Regions from separate parts of the Sus scrofa genome. Here all the other regions are linked to region 1. The links are chromatin contacts, called in public Hi-C maps. All regions are on one chromosome and are shown on one strand. The core of a region is the stretch at or near the end of the contact, and the rest is flanking DNA. Distances in the headings are between cores, read along the strand shown. Region 1 holds the start of RIPK1 (receptor-interacting serine/threonine-protein kinase 1). Region 2 holds the start of NQO2 (ribosyldihydronicotinamide dehydrogenase [quinone]). Region 3 holds the start of BPHL (biphenyl hydrolase like).

Region 1 (3,132 bases), core at 255-2,754:
CTCAGGATGACATTCTCTAGTTCCATCCATGTTGCTGCAAATGGCATTATGTCATTCTTTTTTATGGCTGAGTAGTATTCCATTGTGTATGTATACCACCTCTTCCGAATCCAATCATCTGTCAATGGACATTTAGGTTGTTTCCATGTCCTGGCTCTTGTGAATAGTGCCGCAATGAACATGCAAGTGCATGTGTCTCTTTTAAGTAGAGCTTTGTCCGGATAGATGCCCAAGAGTGGGATTGCAGGGTCATATGGAAGTTCTATGTATAGATTTCTAAGGTATCTCCAAACTGTTCTCCATAGTGGCTGTACCAGTTTACATTCCCACCAACAGTGCAGGAGGGTTCCCTTTTCTCCACAGCCCCTCCAGCACTTGGTATTTGTGGATTTATTAATGATGGCCATTCTGACTGGTGTGAGGTGATATCTCATGGTAGTTTTGATTTGCATCTTTTTTTTTTTTTAAACTATAGCCCTCCTAACTTCCTCTGTCCCCATAAAAGTGTCCTCCTCTCCATTTTTGCTGGGGCTTTGCACACAGCTTCCTACAGTTGCAGACCCTGAAATGCAATCCTTTGTGGATCATGAATAAACCTTTTTTTTGAGAAATAGTTGGCAGTCTATTTTAAGTCAATAGGATGTACTGGTATCTCATTGCTGTTTAAAATCACAGTTTCTGGAGTTCTCTCGTGGCACAGCAGGTTAAGAGCCCAGCATTGTGACTGCAGTGGCTCAGGTTGCTTTAATGACATGGGGTCTATCCCAGGCCCAGGAACTTCCACATGCTGCTTGAGTGCAGCCAAAATAAATAAATGAATAAGAAGAAATTCATAATTTCCTAGTGACTTCTAATATTGACCATCTTTTCACATGCCATCTATATGGTAAAGTGACTGTTCAGATCTTTTGCCCATTTTCTTACTGCGATGTTCCTTTTCTTAGGTTTTTACTTCATTTTGGGTAATACTGTTTTAATATATGTGCTTTTTCTTAGTTTGTGGCATCTCATTCTCTTGATGTATGTACCGTTTTACAGTATGTTATCACGCTGTGTATAAGCTTTTTAACGTAACACTAGAGCAAGTATTTCCCATTTTGCTTGAGACTTCCCAATTATCATTGCAAAAGACTGCAAAATAAATACCTTGCTCTTCTACTCTAAAATCCAGAGTAGATTTTATTATCCTCGCTGTACAGGTGAGGGAGATGAGAGCATGATAATTGCCTATAGTTCCAGCGCCGCTGACCCGCGGAGCTGAGAACTCCCCTGGGGCTGCATGCCCCACCTGGGAGGTTTCTAAGAGTGGTTTCTAAGACTCCGCGCACTTCCTCTCCGGGCCTCCGGACTCGCTCTGAAACGCAGCAAAGCCGCGACATCTGGCTGGGCGCACTCCAGGTTCCGAAAGCTGTCCAGGAGGCCCGGCCGGCGGCGGGGCGGGCGCTCGGCTCGCCCTCCTCCGGGGCAGGGGCAGGGGCAGAAGGCGGAGCGAGCAGTCCACGCCCTCCTCCGGCCGAGCTCACTCAGTCGGCGCGCAGGCGACGGGGACACCGGATCGGCTTTCTGGAGCGCCGGTCCCGGCGGGCCCACTCCGCGAGGGCCGGAGCGCGCCGACCCACGGGGCAGCAGGCGGCGGACGGCGGGCTCGCGCAGCCGGGGGCGGGGAGCGCGGGGCCGCCCCGCCGGTGTCGCAGCCGACGGCTCAGCCCGCGGCGACCCTCGTCAGGCTCCGCGCCGGCGACGCTGCCGGGCGTCGGGGCAATCCTGGACTGCCCCCGCCGCCTCGTCCTCCACCCGGCCCCGGCCCCCGCCTCGGCCTCGGGAAGCTGCCCGCGGAAGCGAAAGCGAATCCTTCGGTGGGTCTGCGCTGGGAACCCGGACCGCGGTCAGGTTCCCCGAACGGCTTCCGCCCAGGGCGGGGCTCCCGCTTCCGGCGCGCGGGCGGCGGGCGGGCGACCGCGTTCCGGACGGACGGGGCGGCGGGCCGGTCAGGTGGTGAGCGTGGCCGTCGGCGTTCCCGGAAGTCAGGCTGTGGGCGTGGCCCGCGACCTCGTTCCGGGCGGCGGGGTTCTCCGCGGGTCGGACCAGGGACGCGGGTCCGGCGACGGGTGCTGGGCGCGGCCCGCGGCGCTCCCGGGGTCTGGCGGTGGGCGTGGCCCAGGCCTTCCCGGAAGTCGGCCGGCGGTCCGCGCGGGGTGGGCGTGGCCCAGGCGTTCCCGGAAGTCGGGCGCGGGCCGGTTACCTGGCCGCAGCGCGGCGGCTCCCCGCTGGCGGGTGGTTTCGGTCTGGCGGTCCGAGGGCGGAGCCCTGCCTCCCCTGTGATGTTGGAACCAACCGACGCCGTTCCCGCTGTCGAGCTGGTGGGGGAGGTGGGGTTTCACGGCGGTGTCATTGAGCCCGGCCTCCTTACCGCCCTTCGGAAGGACCTTCGCCTGGGGCCTGGGGCCGCCGCGGCTCGCGGGACGGGGGCGTTTCCGCGTAGCCTCGGCCGGGAGCCGGCAAGTGGGAGAGAAGGGTCCACAGCGACGAAGGGGCAGGATGTCGTAACCCCAGGAGGCCTCGTCCGTGGCCAGTGGCGTTTGCTCTTACCAAGCGCTCCACGACCTCGTCGGAGTTTTTGAAGAGGGCGAGCTAAGTTCTTCTTCCCTGAGCCGTGGACAAAACCCCGCCGGAGGCGTGGTGGTTGGTTGTCTCGGCCTGTTGCTGATCGTTTGGCAGCTCCTTGCTCAGAGCTCTTGTGTATCTTGGACAAAGCCTGAAGCCTTTGCACTCAACCAACTTTGCCGAAGTTCTTCGGTCTTTAGACCACTGTTCTTACCCCAAGTTTTACACTCGGAGAAATCAAGGCAGGAGTGAACTTGGCCCTGTAGAGTGACTTCGTGCTTGATCTGCATTTTGTAACCATCAGGTAGGTGCAAAAGAAAGGGAGACAGTCGTGGTCAGTTATACGTGCGGGGAAGGGCAGCTCTTCCAGACAGTAAAGGTGAAGACTGAGTTCGTTCAAAATAAAATGATGGGGTACAGCGGCAGCGTCATTAGTTATCACTGACGAGGCAGCAGTAACGCTTTTAACTTGTCTCCATTTTCCTCTGCGGCACGTTGTACTTGGAGGATTGGGGACATCCGGGAGAG
Region 2 (3,132 bases), core at 199-2,698, 48 kb before region 1:
CCTGCACCTGCTGGTTTTCAGAGGCGAGGGCGCCTCCTGGTCGCTCAGGGCTCAACGCTGCGATTCCCACGCCAAGGCCTAGCGGCTCCCAGGCTGGTTCCAGCACCCGCTCCTCCGCAGTCACCGGGTCCTTCCGGGGATCCACACCACCCGGAGGTCTGGCTGTTTTCCTTGTTAGTCCTCACCAAACACAAAGGACGTGAACCCACCTGCCCCCCGACGCCCGCACAAGAGCGTGGCTCACCCTCCTCGGAAGGAATTCCACCCTCCGCGATTCCGGAGGGCCTGCTCCTACCGCTCTCACTTGGTCTCGTTTACTTTCTGGGACACAAAGACATCATCTCAGTGCGCCTCACAAGAAAGGAGGAAAAGCAACATTTCATCTTTGAGGCATTGGAGTGCCTTGGGAAACGGCCGCAGCACTCCCTCCAGCAAAGGTCCTCCAGGACCTCCCCCCGGGCTCACAAGACACGATGGCCTGTCCGCTGCTGCACGAGGGCGTGTCAGAGAGAGGCTGTGTCCGCCCTTCTGGACCCAAGGAAAACAGCAGCAGCAGGCGGCCCGCCCCCGGCTCTGGTGCGCAAACAGCGGCTGCAGTTCTTTTCGTTAGGAACGTTATGACGGCCAGGCACACCTGCCTTCTGCTCTTCAGGGCCATCCCAGGACACCGGAAATAAGGGGTGTAGAGTTTGGGGAGGCTCCTTGGGTGGGTGGCATGGTGGATGGGCTACTAAATGAGGTGGCACAAGCCAGACAGCGCTGGAGACAGAAAAAGACAATTAGCCCAAACTGCACACCAGCCGCCCTCCCCGACACACCCACAGACTCCGGTTCAGTACGTCTGCCTTCCAGAGGATCTCCTTGGACTGGGACTCTCACCCCGCGTGCCCTTTTTCCGGCTTCCCCCAAAGAAAACATCTGGCCAAGCCACACTGCGTCGCCATAGGAACACACCATTCCCATCACCCCAGGGCCCGCCCCTCCTGATGCCCTGTCGCAGCCATGCACCTCCAACTCCTGGGGACAACTAATCTGTTCTCCGTTTCTAGAAGTCTTATCTCAAGAGTGTTACAGAAACGGAATGGTACACTCTGGACCCTTTTGGGATTGGTGTTTTTCATTCAGCATAATTCTCTGGAGATTGGCACTGACTGTGGGGTGTATCATTACTTTGTCCTTTGTATTGCTGAGTGGTGCGCCGCCTACCTTCCGCTTTTACCCTGGACACGCGCCTGGGGATGGAGGAGGCAGGAGGGCACCTCTCTTCCCAGCGCGGGGTTCCCACCAGCCCCTCCCCCAGAGCCACCGGATCATGCGGGGACTTGAGGGGCGGGGCGCGCGTGTGCCCGAGCCCGGGGGCGGGGACAAGGGCGGGACGAGGCGCGCGCAAGGCGGGGCTTAGGGGAGGGGCGGGGCGCCAAGGGTGGGAGGAAATTCTCCAAGGGCGCCAAGGGTGGTCCGAACAGAACCAGGATCTGGCGAAGAGCGCGTGGGGTGGGGCTTAGGGGCGAGGCGGGCAAGGGGGCGGTGCCAGGACGGCGGCAGGGGCTTGGGCACGGGCTGCGCTGGAAGGAGGGCGGAGAAGAGGGCGTAGACGCGCGGCCGAATCCCTGCGCCAAACCTCGCGCAGCCTTCCCGCTGCGCCCCTCAGGCGTCGGCTCGTGCGCGGCCCGCGCTGCGAGAACGTAGTTTGGGTGCCGGCCATTTTCCCGGAGGGCATCCACGACCTACCCCTCGTCCCAGGCGTGCGCTGGCCGAGGTGAGTGCCCTCGCCTTCCCGAGGCCGGGCTTGGGGACCCTTCCCAGGGCGAGGGGTTCCGCGGGTTTCGCTCCCCAAGACCTCTCCTGCGTGCGGGGCGGGGCGCAGGTGTGAGCAGGCCCTTCGCTGTGCTCAGCCCCTGTCCTCGGTCCTGCACGTCGGGCCGCGCTGACCCCGGCTGCAGACCGGAAGCGGGCAGCCTGGGGTGGCGCGAGGGCGGCGCGGTGACCAGGCCCGGGACTGCGGACAGCCCGGGTCTGGCTCAGCTCCTGCCTCGGGGACCGCGCAGACTCTACCGGGACCTGAAACTCAGCTTCGTTAACCTCAGTCTCGGTGACTCTCAGCCAAAGAAATTCAGGAATAGGAACGAGGGTTCCTCAGATGCCTCCTGCACCCCTATTTATACATAGTTTGGGGGATGAAAAAACCCAAGCGCGGAGAGAGAGACAGACTCGGATGGCCGCGCAGACAGTGGAGTGGCCGCTAGTGAGTGGTAACCCGCTGATAGAAAGAGACGGGCTGGGCTGCTCTTGGGGAAAGAGGCTTAGGAAATAGAGTTAGAACGCCGTGAACTAGCTTCTGGATGCTGATGAGGATGAAATGATAGGCCTCGAGACTATCAGCCCATTTGACGTGCTGTGAGATACAAGCGTGTAATATTTCCTCCCGTTGACCTGGCAAGTACAGAATTTCTAGGGAAGGAGAGCCCTAGCCCTGCTGTGGAAGGAGGAAGGAAGGCCAGGAAGGTGGCTGAGGAGGTGACCCGCTGCGCGCAGCGGGTCAAGAGCCTGGCTTGAGGCTTTGTTCAGAACAGCAGCCTACTTCTCAGGCCTGTTTGTCATTCTGTACAACTAGGGACTCCGACCCACTGGGGACCAGAAACACCAGGGCGTCCTGGGGCCTGGCAGGGGGCGTAAATGGGTGAGCTGGGTGGAGCAGAGCGGTGGGGACTGGGGAGGCCTGGGGCTGCAGGGGAAGGCGTGCCCACTGTGGGCATTGCAGTGAAAGCTGAAACCAGAGTGTGTCTAAGCCCTCCGCCGAGGAGGCTTAAGATGAGGTGGCCCTGAGTCTGCCAGGACACAGCTGACCTATCCCAGGTCACCAGGTCGTGGCACTCCTGCATAGCACACTCAGGGTGGAATCCCGCCCCTGTGCTCCAGACCAGAGCTCCCACCAGCTCTGTTTCAGCCACGGTGCGTCAGGCCAGCTTTCTTGAAACCCCCACCAGTCCCTACCTCCTGCTTTGCACCTGCCCTTCCCTCTGCCTCAAGCTGCCCTGGCAGGGCCTCCCCTCCCCGCCTGCCTACCTCCCTCACTGTGGTTTTGCTCTCCTAGATCTTGGGGGTCCCTGAGGAGGTGAGCGTGCCTGACAG
Region 3 (3,132 bases), core at 165-2,664, 42 kb after region 1:
CCAGATCTCACATCCTGCTCAGCAGATTCTCCACTGGTCGCTGTGGTCACAGTCTTTGTTTTGGTCCATAATACGAAGTTAGGTTTTCAACAACACCAAAAAGGAGTTATTTCTCACAAGATGTTTTTGGTTGGTTTTTTTTTCTTTTCTTTTCTTTTCTTTTTAGGGCCACACCAACAGCATATGGAAGTTCCCTGGCTAGAGGTCGAATCTACAGCCGCAGCTCCAGCCTACACCACAGCCACAGCCACACCAGGTCCGAGCCACTTCTGCGACCTACACCACAGCTCATGGCAACGGCAGATCTTTAACCCAGTGACTGAGGCCAGAGATGGAACCGCGTCCTCATGGATACCATTCAGGTTTGTTTCCGCTGAGCCACGATGGGAAATCCTCCATGCGGGAAATTGATGTGGTATCTTTATGTTGAAATAAGAAATATTGTAGCATAATCCATATTTAAGCCAAATGTGCCTTCAGTGCTCAAGAAGCTGCAGCGGGCTAGTGAGGACGCTGCAGGTAGCAGAACCTTCGGTCCATAACACCTAGAAGCCTTGTGCACAGACCCTGACAGGCGAAGGGGCGGGGCGGGGGCGAAATCACGTAAATAGGAAAGCAAGCTGTCTCCAACTCAAGCCAAGGCTACACAGCAGCCACCACCGTGCTATTACTTTCAGGTAAGGTAGGGCAGGGCATAGCCGCAATGAAACGGTAGTTGTTTTTTTCCCTATTGAATCTTCGATTGCAGATAATGTTTCTAACCTTTAGAGCTTGAATTACATGGTCTGAAGAAGGAAAATTCACTAGCGGTAAAATACGCATAAAATCTCTCATGTTAACCATCTTTAAGTGCACAGTCTATGCTCATTTTGCGCAAACAGCAGCACCTCCCCTGCGCAACTCCCTTCTCCCAAAACCGCGACGCTGACGCCCTTGGGAACTAACTGCCCCTCCCCAGGCCCTGGCGCCCACCGTCCTCTGTGACCTGCCGGCTGCAGGGCCCTCACACCCCGGAACTAGGTTCTTCCGTGCGGCCCTTCCCCCTGGAGGCGGGCAGTGTCCTTTACGCGGACACACTGGACCCTCAGTCCACAAGCACCTGGGCTCCCCCTCCGCCGAGGAAGGCGCCGCGCCCTTGCTCGTCTGCACGATCGGAAGCTCTGACTTAATCTCGGGGGTCCCCGCTTCCCACACCCTCGCCAACACTCATTAATTTCTGGGGGTTTTGAGACGTGGCCTCCTAGCGGGTGCGCGGAAGTAGGAAGAAAAAAATCAAGGCCCTCAGGACAGGTGGGCTGGCGCATGCGTGTTCCGGGAGGTGCGGGCGGGGCTGGGCTCTGGGCGGCCGGCGGGCCCGGCGCATGCGTGTTCCGGGCGGCGCGGCGGGGGGACAGCGGCCTGCGGAGCCCGCGCATGCGCGCTCCGGGGGCGGGCGCGAACTGGGACCATGGCGGCGGCGCTGGGCAGTCGGGGCGCGCGGCGGCTGCTGCTGCTCCTTTCGGCGCTGAAGCCAGGGCTCCACGTCCCCAGGGCCGGGCCCTCGGCCGCGTTCAGGTAAGAGAGCCGCTCCACTCCGGGACCCCGCGTTGTCGTCCGCGCGCTCGGGTCGGCGGGAGCGGAGCCGGGAGCCGCGCTGGGTGTGCGGCCGAGGGGGCGCGGCGGAGGGGGCGCGGCCGGAGCCCGGAGGAGACGCTGGCCGCCCTCGGTCGCACGCGCTCGAGGCGGGCTGGACTCCCACCGCCGCTCCCGGGCCTGCGGGCGGCACTCTGAGCTGTCCCGTCAGAGGCCAGCCTGCACCCCGTCAGCTCGCACAGTCGCGGGCCCCGGTCCCCGAGCCTTGCCGCCGTGTGCTGACCTCGACCGGGACGGGCGGGACGATCCCCTGGGAGCCTGGGAAATGCAGACGCCGGGCCGGAGGTTGGGAATCCGCCTTTCTCTCCTTTGACACTCCCACCCCGCCCCCTACACACGATTTAAGAGAAAGCCACCAAGAGCTGGTTAATCTCCGACCCACAGTCTTAAAGTGGGGGCCCTAGTCCCCAGCAGAAAATGTGGAAAGAGCTGCATGAAGCTGCTTTGGCTTTATTCTCTGCGTACCTGCGCGCGCGCACACGGTCACGGCCACACGCACAGGGACGAGCACTCTAACTGTCCAAGGGTCAGTTCTGTTCCTGACTACGAAGAAAAGTCAAATGCGAGGTGGGTGCCTGGCCCCTAGAACTTCTTTCTCTAGTGTGGAAACGTCTCTTGCAAACTTAACTTGGAAGGAGAAATGAGAAAAAAATCTGTCCAGCTTTCCGTCTTTGTGTTGTGATTGATTGGTTGTTGAATTTGATTTAGGTTCTTTAGTCTCATTTTAGATCTTTTACAAGATTTTCAGGACTGTTTTGATGCAGAGGGAAAATGTGTCAGTGTCAGCAAAAACCGTGTAAGTCAGCATTGAAAAATGCCCATTTATCCCGTTCCTGCAGAAAGGGATTGGTATGAGGTGACTGTGATTGCACCAAGTCGGGTTACAGTGGGTCATTTAATGGTTGCAGGAAGGCCCCATCCACTTAGCAGTGCAAATCATTCCTCTTAAAATATCTCTGAAAAACAGGTTTCTCTGGATTTTGAACTGCTGTTTTACAAATGCAGTTGCAATTGGTATGACTTGTAACGAGAGCAGCCCTGTGGTATAGGTAGGTACAAGCACTCCTGTGAAACTTTTGCTTCAAAGCAGCTGGTGCCCCACCTACCCTGAGTTGTGTTGCAAAACTTTCTGTTAGTCGGCTCTTTGGAACTGCCTCTTCGTATTTCATCATCTGTAAAGTGGTTTATTCCAGTGCCAGGTCAGAAAAGCCTTCTCTACGTGAAAGTGGGTGTTATGTGCTGTTACAGTATCAGTGACTTACAGAACCTAACAGCCTGCTTCGGGAGAGATGTTTTCTGGTTCATCCTGGGGATACTCTACCCGAGAGTCAGAGACCACCTTCCCCTGGCACCTGCCTCCCCCTCCCCCTTCTGTCCAGCAGTCGGGGTGAGGGTGGCTGCGGTGCTCAGCCCTGTTGGGGGCTCTGGTCAGCCATGAGGTTACAGAAAAAGCAGGGACACGAGCGGGTTATTTAACCTCTCTGAAGCTTGTGCCTTGTA

Evidence for each region. Hi-C and Micro-C count contacts between places; a contact is called where the count stands out from the background.
Region 2: a Hi-C map of liver shows a contact between it and region 1, with 2.0 times the contacts expected there. The contact joins the promoter of NQO2 here to the promoter of RIPK1 in region 1. A contact is called at or near these places in 1 of 47 Hi-C or Micro-C datasets (liver) and 1 of 2 datasets of contacts at active chromatin or transcription factors (alveolar macrophages).
Region 3: a contact with region 1 is called in a Hi-C map of liver, with 4 times the contacts expected there. The contact joins the promoter of BPHL here to the promoter of RIPK1 in region 1. A contact is called at or near these places in 4 of 5 promoter capture datasets (fetal liver, fetal skeletal muscle, liver and 1 more), 14 of 47 Hi-C or Micro-C datasets (alveolar macrophages, blood, embryonic fibroblasts and 4 more) and 2 of 2 datasets of contacts at active chromatin or transcription factors (alveolar macrophages and skeletal muscle).

The regions. Positions count from the first base shown.
Region 1 is chr7:1,839,639-1,842,770 of Sscrofa11.1, forward strand. It overlaps RIPK1 (receptor-interacting serine/threonine-protein kinase 1), which reads left to right and starts at 1,505. Exons shown (of 12, transcript XM_005665537.3): 1 at 1,505-2,908.
Region 2 is chr7:1,791,297-1,794,428 of Sscrofa11.1, forward strand. NQO2 (ribosyldihydronicotinamide dehydrogenase [quinone]) reads left to right here and starts at 1,449. Exons shown (of 7, transcript XM_021100118.1): 1 at 1,449-1,759; 2 at 3,095-3,132. It overlaps LOC102159819 (a long non-coding RNA gene), which reads right to left and starts at 1,348. Exons shown (of 2, transcript XR_304239.3): 1 at 1,207-1,348; 2 at 1-759.
Region 3 is chr7:1,881,317-1,884,448 of Sscrofa11.1, forward strand. BPHL (biphenyl hydrolase like) reads left to right here and starts at 1,415. Exons shown (of 8, transcript NM_001243485.1): 1 at 1,415-1,554. The coding sequence starts at 1,448.